Linked DNA regions of Mus musculus: region 1 is linked to region 2. A link is a contact called in public promoter capture Hi-C data. All regions are on one chromosome and are shown on one strand. Each heading gives the region's core, a stretch centred on a gene start, on an enhancer-like site or on the middle of the called end of the contact. The rest is flanking DNA. Distances are from core to core; before and after follow the strand shown.

Region 1 (6,758 bases), core at 1,976-4,475, 160 kb before region 2:
ACCACGGTACAGACTGGGGACCAGCCCTCTTCCCTGCCTGTGTCTCTTCCCAAACCCCTTTAGGGGCAGTGAGAAGCGGTGGGGACAGGATTCCTCCTCAGGCATCTGGGAAGGCCTTGCCCCATGGGCTTTACCCTTTCCTGTAGGCTCTCTCCTTGACACATTTGTTAAAAATCAAACCTGAATAAAACTACAAGTTTAATATGGAAAAGAAAGAAAGAAAGAAAGAAAGAAAGAAAGAAAGAAAGAAAGAAAGAAAGAAAGAAAGGAAGAAAGGAAGAAAGAAAGGAAGGAAGGAAGAGAGAGAGAAAGAAAGAAAGAAAGAAAGAAAGAAAGAAAGAAAGAAAGAAAGGAAGAGAGAAAGGAAGAGAGAAAGAAAGAAAGAAGCAAGAAGCATCTTTGATTGAAAGTGACATCTAATTGAGTGGCAGACAAAGTGACGAATCAGAGGAAGATTTGGCAGAATAGAATATGCCCAACTCTCATGAAGAGAGGAAAGGGAAGCCACTTAAGAGAGAGTAGCACCGAGAGGAAGGAGGAAAGAAGGAGGGAGTTTACCACGACAGTTATAGGGAGTCAGGTTGCAGAAAGAGAACAAGCCGGAGAATGGGAAGGAGCCAGAACATTAGTATACATTACTACAGGCAGTATGAAGCCAAGCAGAGCAATTCAGGAAGAGACCAAGAGAGAAGCAAAATTGAATCAGTCAGCTTGGAGAAGAGTTTTAAGCCAGAACAGTTGAGTTGACCAGCCAGCCAGAGTTTAGGAAGAGCTAGAAAAGATGAACTTATTCATCATTAATTGTCAGAGCTTGAAAACTTTCTAGGCCTAGATTAGAGTATATGGAGGTTAAAGCTTCCAGGATCGGGCCTAGTAGTAAGACTAGCAGACGGAAGCAGTAAGCCTCGGAGACAATTACTCCAGGCAAATAAAAGATACGATTACATTGAGGGGTAAAAGTTTATGCTGAATTCTCCAGGTGGGCCCCATCTGAGGTAATGAGCCTTTAATTTCCTGACTATGATCAGAGAAAGGCAAGTAATGCTGGAAGCCTGGATGAAGAGATGCTAGATCCCGAGCTCTGAGGATAAAAAGGGAAGCATGAGCCAGGGGTGACAGTGAAGCCTCTAGAAAACTGTCGAAGGAGAAACACACTCTCCCACAGCAGCTCTAGAAAACAAGGCAGAATTCCCCAAGCCTCAGTCAACCCAGAGAACCCGTGCCAAACTTCTCATCCATAGACCAGAACACAATGAGTTTGCATCATTTTAAGCTATTGAGTTGTGACATTTCCTACTTGTGCATCAGGAATACTGATGCACACCCTTAAAGATTCAAGGTGCAATCTGATAGATGAAGAAGTCCTGAGGGGAGCTGTTCCACATAACCCAGCATTTCAGAAACAACCAAACACTAAATCTCTAGTCTCCTATAACACGTATTGGTAACTTAAAACCCTGTCAGGAGCATCTCATCACTATTTAGCCCTGTTTTCTATATGATGGTTAGGAGAAAGTGGAGTATAATCTGGCACTTTTTGATGGGGCAGCATAGAGGTCCAAGAGTAGGGAGCTGGGTGAGGAAACTCACTGGATAATGGTGGAAATAGAGAGGTGGGAATCTACCACAGACACACACCTCAGTTGCTTCAGAACTTGATTTGTTCTGATGGGTAGATTGTGCCAACTCGTCCTTTCCCTCAGGTTCACTGTCTTCTGTAGAGAAATTCCCATGGCTCCCCTCTCTACTCCAGAGCCTAGTTGGAAGTTATATGCTCAAATGACTAATTTATCTGTTTCTGGTCTGGGTATCGACGCCCTGACATTCCTTGTTTGTTTGTATACCCCCGCCCCAACAAACGGAGAAAAATTTGACAGAATGGGCTATGTACACCTCTAAGGAGACGAGAGAGGGAGGGAAGATTGAGTCTTAAGGGAGAGGCAGTGCAGTAAGGAAGAGAGTGTAGTACAGGATACAGCAGTCCTGGAGAGCAGTGCAGTATTGTTGCGAGGGAGAGTAGAGCAGCACGGGAGGGAGAGGGAGGCAGGTTGAAAAGAGAACAAGCTGGACACAGGTAAAGACAGAATGAGCAAGAGATTGAGAAAGAGCCAGAAGATTAGGAAATAGAAAAGACTGCTAGAGTGAGTTTGAGGCCAAGCAGAGCAATTCAGGGGCTGGGAGAGAAGCCAGATTGAGTCAGTCAGCTGGGAGAGGAGTTTGAGCCAGAACAGCTGAGTTGAACCAGCCAGGTAGACTTCAGAAAGAACAAGAAAGGGTGAGCTTATTCAACAAAATTGAGAGGCTGACCTAGATTAGATCTTATGGAGGCTAGAATTTTCTAGGAGTGGATCTAGGTCAGCAGATGGAGGCAGTAAGCCCCTCAGACAACAATCACAACAGGAGAATAAAAGTTATTTTTATAGCCTGATCTACAGAGCGAGTTCCAGGATAGCCAAGGCTACACAGAGAACCCTTGTTTTGAAAAACAAAAACAAACAAAAAACAAAAGCAAACTTTTTATTGTGAAGTAAAGTTGCCCTGGATGGTCTTGAAGTCTTGGTCCTCACATCTCAGTCTCCAGAGTAGCTGAACTATAGGCCTGCATTACCAAGCCTTTAGCTCCAGTGAGACAGGCAAAGCGCTTACCCTGTTTGTATTCTGTGTTAGATCGTAGTTTACAGGACATCTGGTAGGCTGCATGAGAGAACAAATGGTACACTTCCAAGAGAATTTAAAGGAAGTTGGTCAAAGTTGAGAAGTTGTAGAGGTCAAAGGGCTTGCTGGGGAAAGGAAGTGCAGTGCTAAACCAGGTCTTGTGTAAAAGAGAAAAACGAGAACACAGTCTTTCCACAGGAAACAGCTGGGTGAGAGTGGCCTAAGGATCCCTGGACAGGTGTTAAGACCTGGGGCTCAGACAAGACCTAGGCGTAGCACAGTTAATTGTTCGGAGCAACCCAGAAGAGTAATGTACTCAAAGACACGTTATGAAACTGAAACCATCAAAGAACCTCTTGTTAATAAAGTGTCTCTCCCTGGGTTCGAAGGCTTGTCTTAGAAAGGAAACACAGAGCAAACTCGAAGTGCCTGAGCACGCTGCAGTGCTAGGACAACCATTGGTCCTTGCACCTCAAACCTGAAACTACAACTCCCATTGTGCATTGCGCAGCGCGTGCTTAAACCCGGGATACACTACAATCCCCAGAATGCTTTGGGAGGAGCGGGAGCGGGGAGCGGCGAGGCTACGTCTGCGTCAAGAGACGTTAAATTTGAAACTTGGCGGCCCGTGCGTGATGGGGGCGTGAGGAGGCTATTCTGAGAAGGAATCGGGTGCGTGGTTTTGTTTAGGAGCACGGGGTGACGATCTTCGCAGCTCCAGAGCCAGCTGAAGGTTGAGGGAGACTCAGTTAGCACTCGGAGGATAAAGGTCTGCGGAAGGGCGAGAGCAAGTATTGGGAATGCAGGATGGCGGAGGCGAGGTAAGGACCGGACGCAAATTGCTGCCGCTGGGTGCTCGGCTGGCGAGGGGAGGATCGAGGAGGTCGGCCAAGAGCAGGTCTCCCCAAACCCCCTTCCCAACGGCGTGGAGCCCTGCATCCAGCCAGGGGGCAAGACTGGGAGAGTTTGGAATTTGCCATATGATCTGGTTCTGAAACTCACCTCAGCCGTTTTTATTTGACCTTGAACATGTTTACGGAGGGGTGGGGGCACGCAGATATTAATGCTGCTTTATGGAGTTCTGGGAGGATTCAAGATGTTTGTAAAGTACCTGCTTTCAACTAATAAGTGTTCTCACTTTGCTAGCAGCTTAGGGATCTGAAGAGCAGAGCACTTGCAGCTTTTCCTCATCATAAAATATAGAGGGTTTTTCTAGGTTAGAATTTAAGATGCATTTCAATTATGGAACTTATAATAACTGGGTAATTGCTGTCATAAGCTGTCATTCATGGAAGAGAATTTATCGACTACCATTTTGAGCACTGAAGGCGAACAGTAAAAGACACAAAATCCCAACCTTTGTGAAGCTTAAGTTCTGGGGAGGAATGAATCGGGGTGTGTGTCGCGGATGGGCAATAAGACATGTTTAACATCAGATAGAATCAGTATTAACAAGTGTAAAGCAAGAGAAGACGGCATTGGAGGTAGAACTAGTGTGGTTTCAGAAGGGTTTGGACATGTAACTCAGGAAGGGCACTTGTTCAAGGTACATAAGGCCTTAGTTCATTACCCAGCAATGAGGCTTGGGGGTGGGGGAGTCGGGGCAGAGGGAGATTTGAACAGAGGCCTCCCTGATGAGATGGCACTTGGGTCTGAACTAGAAGGAACTAGTCACGGACAGGTGAGATGGCTCTGTGGATAGAGATAATTGCTAACCAAGACTGAGGACCTGTTTGGTCACCCCTCCCCCACCCCCGAAACCCCATGGTGGAAGGAGAGAAACAACTCTAAGGTTGTGGCCTGACTTACACACACACACACACACACACACACACACACACACGGCGGGGGGGGGGGGTGAGAATAAATACATTTTTGTTTTGTTTTGTTTTTTGTTTTTTTCGAGACAGGGTTTCCCCTTATAGCCCCGGCTGTCCTGGAACTCACTATGTAGACCAGGCTAACCTCGAACTCAGAAATCCGCCTGCCTCTGCCTCCTGAGTGCTGGGATTAAAGGCGTGTGCTACCATCACCCGGCTTGTTTTGTTTAGTTATGTTTTGTTTTATAAATACATTTTTTTTTTAAAAAAGAGCTAATCATGTACGTATTTAGAAACAGGAGTGGATGCTGCTACTGGTGTCTCATTGTCAGTGGGAACCCATGTCAGACATAAAGCTGCTAGTTTTCTGTTTTTTGTTTTTTTCTAAATTTAAGTTAACTTCGCTAAACTTAAGATGCTTTTAAAAATTATTTTTCCTAGCTTTAACTTTATTTGTACAATACTGTCACCAACACCCTTGCCATGTTCTCTCTTGTGTTGAGCATTTACTTGTAGAGCGTGGGATAGGCTCTGAAGCTGAAGAGAATGATGATGCTCCTGGCGAACCAGCTGCGTCCAACCCCAAAGAGCCAGAAATCCCCTCTCTGAAGATGTCATCACAGTACTGTGCTGTAACACTGTTGGCGTGGGCTTCATTTCTGTTTCCTTCTTCCCAGTGAAGCCATGTGCCTGGAGGGAGCAGAGTGGGAGCTGAGTAAAGAAAACATACAGCCCTTACGGCACGGGCGGGTCATGTCCACACTTCAGGGAGCTTTGGCAAAGCAAGAGTCAGCCGGCCACACTGCTCTGCAGCAGCAGAAACGGTATGTAGTGGAATGCTTTGTGTTCAGCTTGTAAGTCCCTGGTGTGATAGGCAGCATGGGGGTGAAGCTGCCGAAGGCCTACAGGCAGTGGCTCTCAACCTTCCTAACGCTGTGACCCTTTAATACAGTTCCTCATGTTGTGGTGACAACCCTTCCCCCCCAACCATAGCATACTTTGCTGCTTCATAACTGTAATTTTGCTACTGTTACGTATCTGTTGTATAAGAGATCTGATATGCAACCCTGTGTGAAGGTCCTTTGACTCCCAAAGCAGTTGCAGCCCACAGGCTGAGAACCACTGCCCTAAGGAATACTCTTCAGTGAGAGTATGGAAATCTGTTCTTCCGGTTTTCTGATTGCAAGCTTTCAATAGCATGAGATAGTATTTATTTCAGGCTAAAATGTAAAGTGTAACCATACTCATTGAATTAGATCTTTGAGAACCGTGCTTTTATGGTTTTGTTGTAGATGGTAGCATTCTGTTTTTGTTTTTGTGAGACTGGCTCTTTCTGGCTTAGAACTCACTGTGAAGTTCCAGGGTGGCCTTGAACTCAGAGAACCGCCTGCTTTTGCTTCCTGAGTGCTGGGATGACGCCATGTGCCACTGTGGCTTTATTTTATTCTTAGCGCTTGCTCTGGTGCCTGGAGCTTCGTCCTGCACTGGGCTCTCTACTTGTCTGACTCTCCTGCTGTCTGCTCCTGTCATGTCTCATCCCAGTCTCTGGCCTCACTTTTGCTTTTACAACGACCGTTGACGTCTCTTGCCTTCTCAGTGTCTCCTACTGTGATGTTGTAGACAGCCCGGAGCTTGAGAACATTCAGCTTATGATTGTAGGGCTCTGGGTGTGTGGAAATTATACTCATTTGATTGAAATCATACTCTGAAATGTGATCTTTTCAAGGATAATGGATGTGCAGGAGAGCTGCCTTGAGATGCTGGGCAGCTGCAGAGAGCCGTAGTACCCAGTGACCCTGAGTCTCTGGGGCTGAGCCATGTGCAGTGTGTTGTGTTGCTAAGTTGTGGCACCTGGCAGGATAGATGTAGCTAATGCTTTTTCACCTAGGCTGATTTCAGTGATGCTGGGTTCATCTGGATGTAATTCTGCTGTCAGAAAACAACGCTCTTCATTCCTAAATGGCCTTCCTTTTTCTATTTCCCTATTTTGGTTAATGTTACAAAACCTCATCTGCATGATTCTTATTCATTGCTCTCTCACCCCCATCCCCACTTTTAAAAAATTACTTATTTTCCATTATATGTATGTATGTGTGTGAGTATGTGTGACTACAAGTTCCCGAGGGGGTCAAAAGGGGCTTTGATCCCCCAGAGCTAGAGTTAAGGGCTGATGTGAGCTGCCCAGCGTGGTGTCCTCTGCAAGAACAGTGGGCTTGTAACCCTTGAGCCATCTCTCCAGCTCTTCAGGGACGGGGCCCCAGGGCCTACCACTGAGCTGTCCGC
Region 2 (7,029 bases), core at 2,709-5,208:
GCTCTCTAGTACCAGGAAGCTTCCAATGGTCCTTCCTTCCCTTAGGAGTTCTATCTTCCCAAAGCCCACGCTACCTCTGCAGAAAAGCCTCCCCTGGCCTGGGGCCCTGGACTGTGTTTACACTGCCCAGCTAAATGACTCGGTCAGCTCGTTGGCCCCTAGGCTCTGTGTATGAAGAATCACCAGAAAGTCACAGGACTCCTCCCACAGCAAGCTCAGGAGGGCCGACAGGACTTTTACCCCACAAGGAATGACATCTGGAAAGACCTAGTTCGGCTCCCACTGAATCTAGCCCAAGCCGTAGCTCAGAAAACACTAGAGAGTGTGGGAGGGGAAGGAAGGACAGACTTTTTTTCCGTGTCCCTTTTCATCTTTGATGAAGAGACAGGGTAGTAGGATCCTAGACAAGACAAGAGGATCATGGGTTCTGGGCCAGCCTGGGCTAAGACTCTCCAAAAACAAACAAGGCACACGAGCATGAGGTGGGGATCAGCTCACCCTTCCTGCTGCCCATGGCCAGGTCCCTGTCCCTAGGCTTGTGGCAGTTCTGTGGCCTGTGTAGACAGAGAAGGGCATTACGTCACTCGTGGCAATGTGGGTAGAGGCTGCATCAGACTCCACCCAGACACTGTCTCCTCTAACCCCATAGCTCAGGGCAGCACAGAGTTGTGGTCCCAAGAAAGAGGCAGAGCACAAAACCCTGGGACCAGGGTCTGACGAAAAGTCTTTTCCCTCCAAGAGGCACCCATAGTTAGCCCTACCCAAGTCCCACAGTCACAGCAAGCTGCTCAGCCATGCCACCCACATGGACTTGGCTTTGTCCAGGTCCCACGGGCGGCTCCAGTCACCCTGTGGGTTTCTGTGCCGGGCAAGGCGGGCCAGGTCAATCTGCTCTCTCTCTTGTTTCCACTGCGTGTAGTCCCAGCTGGCCTCAGGGGACAGCCCCAAGGACTGTTGGGGAGGTGGACTTGAGACCACGCCTGGACTCCGGGGCTCCAGAACACCCTGCAAGGGGAAGACACTTAATATCATGGGGGAGAAGTAGAGAGAAGATTTGAATGGAGCTCCTCTCTCACGGTCTCTACTTCCCAGTACATAATTAGGTCTGTCTCGTCTCCAGCATGCTGTGCTTGCTGTGGACCTTTTGCACGCATCCACGTGTTCACTTCCAGTTTGAGACAGGTAATTTAACCTCTCTGAGTATTATGTCCTTATCTGTGAAAGGAGGCGTCCCTTTTCTTAGAGTTGTTGGTGTGGATAGACCAGACCGGCCCTAGATAGGAGGGGCACCCATAGGCGGTGAGCAAAATCAAGAACAATTACAAGGGGCTGCTGCCACCTAGAGGTCACAGCTGGCACATAGCCAGTCACCTACACATCCCTCTGACACCTTAGAGTCGAGTCATCGATCATATTATGGCTGGATAATATATCTGGCTTAATTATTTCTTACTGCAAGGCACACCCAAAGCGGATATTGGCCAGAGAAGGGGAAGAAGGTAAGAATTCTCACAGGTGGTGCCTAGGCCAGGTTTGCCCAGGCAAGGGACATACCTTACTTAGTTTCTCTGCCTTCTCCAAATAGGGATTGTGTCCCTACCCCTGCTTGAAGATGTACCTTCCCTGCTGAATCTGAGCTGGAAGTCATCTGCAAGGGTGCACGCCAGCTCCGGCCTCCTCCAGATGTCCCCTTTGCCCTTGGGCTCCGCGCTTGGGTCGTGGGTTTCTCACTTACTATCCTTTTGGCCTGGAGAAGGTATAGATGGGCATCATGGCTGAGCCAAGGGAGGGAGACCTGAGGTCTGGAAGTCTCAACTGCTCACCTTGGCTTTGTTTTCCATGGTGACAGCAAGTTCCACCCGGTGCCCCATGCTGAAAGTACCCGGTGCGTCTGCAGCATCTTCATCATCTGTCAGTGTGGTAGTCACTCCAGGTGAAAGGGGCGCCCTGGCCCAGTTTCTGCTGACCACCCTCTTCTCCTGCAGAGCGAGATGCCTGTGTCCTCAGGCCACATGGGTCATCCTGAGCAGAACCTGGGTGCTGGGTGCTGGGGGGAGGGGTTCCCTAGGTTTGGGTTCCAGCCCTAGGCCTCCCTGGAATGCCCGTGGCAAAGCTTGGCCCTTCAGGAGTTCACATGCCAATGGCATTAGTTATTCAGAGCTCAGAGCCAACAGAGGGATCCAAGATGCCACAAGGGCTTGTCATCTCTGAATCAAAAAAAAAAAAAAAAATCCAGAGTATGCAGACAATATGGCCTTATCTCTAAGACACTGATTCTTTTGCTTACAGCCCAGACTTCTCCCTCCTCTGCTTCCTGCAGGGTTTCGGCCTCAGGGTCTGGGGTAAGGAGAAGGCTGTGCTCTGCACATAGGGTTTACATGCAGAGCTGTAGGACTGGGAAAGTCTGTTCAAAGGTTTCTGTTTGGTAGCCTTTCATCTGTGGCCCTTTGGAGAAGATGGCAATAGCTTGGGAGGTCTGTTGTTGCTGGGAGACACCCAGAAAGGCAATTAGGAGAAATGGGATAGTGTTAACACCCCAGGCATGGTCCAGGCCTCAACCCTGCCTGTCTCCAAGGTGAGACTTACACCGGGAACCTGGCTGATGGTGACCGTGAGGCTGTCGGGTTGGAGGAGCCCTGGAGTGGTCACAGCCATGCCCCCCTGCTCCGCCTGCCGACGATCTTCCTCGATCTCCTGTGGGAGGGCCTGAAGTCAGCAAGGCCATGGCCCCCCAGGCTCACAGACACACAGACACTGACAGGCCTACACAGAAAAACACCAATGGGACACCAGGGGGCAGAGGCACCACATCACCAGTGCCCAAGACTTTGATGGGGGCATGGGCTAAGGCCCTCAGAGAGAACCCACTGTGTAAACAGCCTTTTGAAGGTAGCCAGGGACCCCAGCCACAGGAGTCCTCTCAGCCGACACAACACACTCACCTGGTACCTTCGTAGTAAGGCCTGGTTCTTCTTGCGCAAGGCAACTATCCTACGGTCCAGCTCGGCATCTTTTTCCTCATGCCGGCGCATTGTGGACTCGGCTTTGTGGGGCCCCTGTAGAAGGCATGGAACCCAATACAAGGAACGGATTTTAGCCCCAAGCTACAGCACCCAGGGTGAAAGAGGTTTCTTAGGAAGATGGTCTACAGAGGGCCAAACCCCACCCCAGTGAGGCCTGTCTGCCAGTTTGCCTACTGAGGGCTCAGGTCAGGGTTTCATACCCAGGGCCTCGGCTCCCAGCAGCAGGCTGCCCCTCCCCCTGGCTCCCCAGGGGGTTCTGCTGTGAGCACAGTCTGGAATGAGAGTTAAAAATGGCTCTGGCAGCCGAACCTGCCGTGACTGGGAAGCTGCCAGGGGATTCAGGAGGTCGAGGGGGGACACTTTGCCTCCCAAATCTAGAACCACACACACAGAGACAGGCTTTAGCTTGGTTCTGGCCTCCCAGGCACCGGACCCCACTCCCTAAGCCTGTGCCCAGTCCGAAGGAGAGAGCAGCTCCCACGGGCTCCGCGAGCCCTCCAGGTCTGAGCTGCTGACTGATGGGGCAGGAGAACAGCAGGCCCAGCTGGGAGCAACTCTGGGCCGAGCCATGCCTCTGCATCAAGATCTGCGGTTCTTCTCTGTCTGGCTGTGGGGTCTATGTTTTGCTCAGCGCCTTGCCCGGCCCACCACCTGCCTCCTCGTGGCTCTCTTTCTCCCAGGCCCAGCTGCCACCAGCTGTCCCCAGAATGTGGCTGCTTCGTAGCTTAGCTCCCTCCCATCCTCTAGAAGCCCCCCTGCCAAAGAGGAGGTGCCACTCACGGCCAAATGCATGGAAATACCAGGCGCTGAGAGAATTTCAAAACAGCTCCCGGGAGCCAGAGCTGGAGGGAAGCTGGAGCCACCAGAGCCGGCCCTGTCGGCCTCTCCCTGCCGGCTTCTGCTTCGCTGCTCAGCACAAGAGATCATGTTGTGATTACAAAAGAGCGCTCTGGGCTCCCAGCCAGGAACGCCTAGCCGCCACCCCCACCCTTCCACTCGCAGAGGGCGAGGACCGGGGCACCAGCAGCCGGCTGGTCTTGTCTAGCACATATCCCTGCCCTGCCTCAGTGTCCTCGCACAGGAGATCTAGGCACGAAGGGCCCACTTTCACCTGTGATCCTGAGCCCCAGTAAGACCCGCCCGCCTGTGTGTGCCCACAAATGGGATAGCTGGGTCTTCATCCCTCCCACTAGGAGAAAAAGGCAAGAGATGCAGGTTCCACACGATGGCTGACGGCCCTCCCTCGGGGCGTTTCTCTGCTTTCCTGCTGGCTGTCCAGTCAGCGCATTTAAGTCGTTAGATAAGAGTGAGAAACCTCCTCCCCAAGGCCATCTCACACCACCACAGACCCAAAATGCCACTCTCCCCCATTTGGTTTCTGAGCTGGAATGTGCTTTTCTCTGTACTCCAAGCATGGCCACTCCTGGAGGCCTAACTCTCTGGGTCTCCAGACCCCTACCATGCTAAAAGGAGCCTTTCTATGGGGTCCTTAACCCAGCAGAAGCTGGGAACAGTTAGCAGCCCTCTTCCCTTGGGATCCTCTCACAGAGCCCTTTCATCCTGACACTCCCAGGATAACATTTGCAGACTCTCAGATCCCAAGAAAGGACACAGACTCCTTCCCCAAGTAAGTATCTTCACACAGCCGAGGCCAGTCTCTGCCCAGGGGTGCCTAGGTCAGCTTCAGTTCTTATGTGGTCCTGACTTCCAGGCCTTGACATGAGTGTCACAAACTCTGGCATCCCCTATGTCCCTGACTGACCAGGCCTCAGATATTTCCCCTCACCATAATCTACCCCCACCCCGGTCTCTAGCCACCATGCTAAGGCCCTTTGCTGTCCAGGCTCTCGCCCCTGGCCCCACACCCCCATCTCTGCAGCTCCTGAGTTCCCATCCTGCTTGCAAATGCCACTGTGTACCCTCCTCCCTTCCTGCCGGATGTTCCCACTGAGTCAGACTCTTGTCTACTTTCCCAGCAACAGTGACGCACCCGAGCTCCTAGATCTCTCTCTCTCTCTGTCTCCCTCTCCGCTTTTGTCTACACACACATACACACACACACACACACACACACACACACACACACACACACACACACGTACAAGCACACACTTCCTCCACCTTCTCTGCACCCTGCCTCACAAATACTGCTGAGGTCAGCCTTATCCCAGAAACCTCCAGAAGTCCCAAGCTTCCCACTGTAACCGCCCCTGCTACACAGATCGCAGTCCGAGAGGGAGAGAGACCTAATGCAGCCCCCACTCTTTGTAATTTTAGTCCTTGATCAGGTTTAGAAAGGAGGGATGTAAACAGACTACAGAGACGAGGCCAGGTTTTTGTCCTTCTCAGCTTCCACTGCCAGCCAGTGTCAGAGCAGAGGGGTCAGGAGGCACAGGTAGACATCTGGCAACCCTGCAGATAGGATGACCCAGCCCCCTGTAAGAGCTTCAGGAAGATATCCTGAATGTAGACACAAAAGTTTCCCAGCCACCAGGCTGAAGTACCATGTACCCTGAACAGCTCCAAAGACAAGACTGAAGCTCCAGCTGCCGGCCACGTGTTTCCAAGTGTCACTCACAGCTTCTCACGCCCTTGAGCAGACCCCACAAAAACACGGTTTACCAGTCTGCTCTCCCACCGGACAGAGGCAGATTGCTATACTAAGTGCTCTGAGCTTCCCCCATTGCCTGGCCCAGTGCCCCCATGCCGTAAAGCCTCATTGCCTGCAGGATGAGTATGGAATTAGCCAGCACTACACTGTGTCACTGTGGGTACCTGTGCACAGGCTGTAACTGCCTTTCTGACCACTCAGATAGATGGACACAAGCTGAAGAAGGCAGGTGTGTCTCGACGGATCCCTGGAAGAGGGGAAATGCCGGGCTGTGGGAGGGGGCGGGGCTTGAGAATTTCCAGTTCGATATTTCCCAAACCAGGTGTCTTTTTCTCCAAGTCACCACTAGGGGGCAGAAGCATTCCAAAAGCTTGGCTGGCAATTGGAGTGGGGGTGGGGTTTCCTTCAGCCCCCTTTCTCACTATCATCTCCCAAGTCTAGCTCAATCCCACCTTCCAACTCCATCAGAACAGTCAGACTACACAGAGGTAAAAGCTTTATTTTATTGATGAGCCTGACAGGTGTTGTCTCTCATGCAGGCTACCTTACCTGTTTGTACTGCAGACGATACAAAAAGCCAGGGTGCTGGCCTTGCTGTCCCTAGGCCTCTTATTACAGCTACTCCACCAAAACAAGTTTGCTTGCGATGTCTCTCTATGCTCTCTCTTTCTCCTACTAGGGTTGGGCAGGATGACCTAGCCTGGTCTTGGATCACTGCTCTCCCCAGGTGACTCCCTGCACCTTCCCAGGTCACCTGCCAACTCGGGTGGCCACCACACCTTTAGGGCCTACGTCAGATGGACTTTATTGGTAGCATCTGGAAAGATACAGTTGGAGCCAACTTCAAGAACAGGATTGCTGGAAGTCCAAGCTTCTCTCTAGGGGACATCTGCCCAGGAGGAAAGGCTTAAGTCCATAGAGGTAGCGCTGCTCAGACCCTCTACCCCATTTCTGTCAGTGTGGACATCCCCACTGCTCTCCCCCACCCCCGCTCCTGTGGGAGACTGGTTGACTGAGTATAGTGTTTGGCCCTTGGCCTACTCCTCAGGCTCCGTCTAGGCAGAGGGAGATGGGATGGTGGATTCCAGTCTCCTTCCTCCTTACAGGCAATGGCTCTTATGTCTTTATAACACCAGGTGGCTATCCCTCAGTGAGTCATATGATGATAACATTCAAATACCTAGCAACATCCATATTTGGAATAGTATGTAGCCAGAGCAAGGTTCAGGCCGTTTTCCTCCTGCCTCAGGCAACTGCGCGGTGGTCATCTCCTCAGTTGAAGGAGTGCCTAAGGCTGCCTGCCTCCCTCAGTTCTGGGGTCTGAGTATGTCACAGTCATCTAGTGTGTGGACGAGGGATGACCTGAGGTGCCCCTTTAGTATCTTCTCTGGGTCT

Evidence for each region. Promoter capture Hi-C pulls out the DNA fragments that hold promoters and counts their contacts.
Region 1: a promoter capture Hi-C map of pre-B cells shows a contact between it and region 2, with 4 times the contacts expected there. The contact joins the promoter of Bub1b here to the promoter of Ccdc9b in region 2. A contact is called at or near these places in 13 of 39 promoter capture datasets (the 3T3-L1 cell line, 3T3-L1-derived adipocytes, the HPC-7 cell line and 10 more), 2 of 115 datasets of contacts at active chromatin or transcription factors (the SCID.adh cell line and pancreatic cancer cells) and 3 of 9 other capture datasets (adipose tissue, liver and pancreatic islet).

What each region holds. Positions count from the first base shown.
Region 1 is chr2:118,594,986-118,601,743 of GRCm38.p6, forward strand. Bub1b (BUB1B, mitotic checkpoint serine/threonine kinase) reads left to right here and starts at 3,226. Exons shown (of 23, transcript NM_009773.3): 1 at 3,226-3,476; 2 at 5,153-5,299. The coding sequence starts at 3,463. It also overlaps the pseudogene Gm14016.
Region 2 is chr2:118,758,703-118,765,731 of GRCm38.p6, forward strand. Ccdc9b (coiled-coil domain containing 9B) reads right to left here and starts at 3,959. Exons shown (of 11, transcript NM_001001982.2): 1 at 3,804-3,959; 2 at 2,943-3,056; 3 at 2,587-2,694; 4 at 1,824-1,979; 5 at 1,619-1,747; 6 at 806-1,005; 7 at 499-554. The coding sequence starts at 3,950.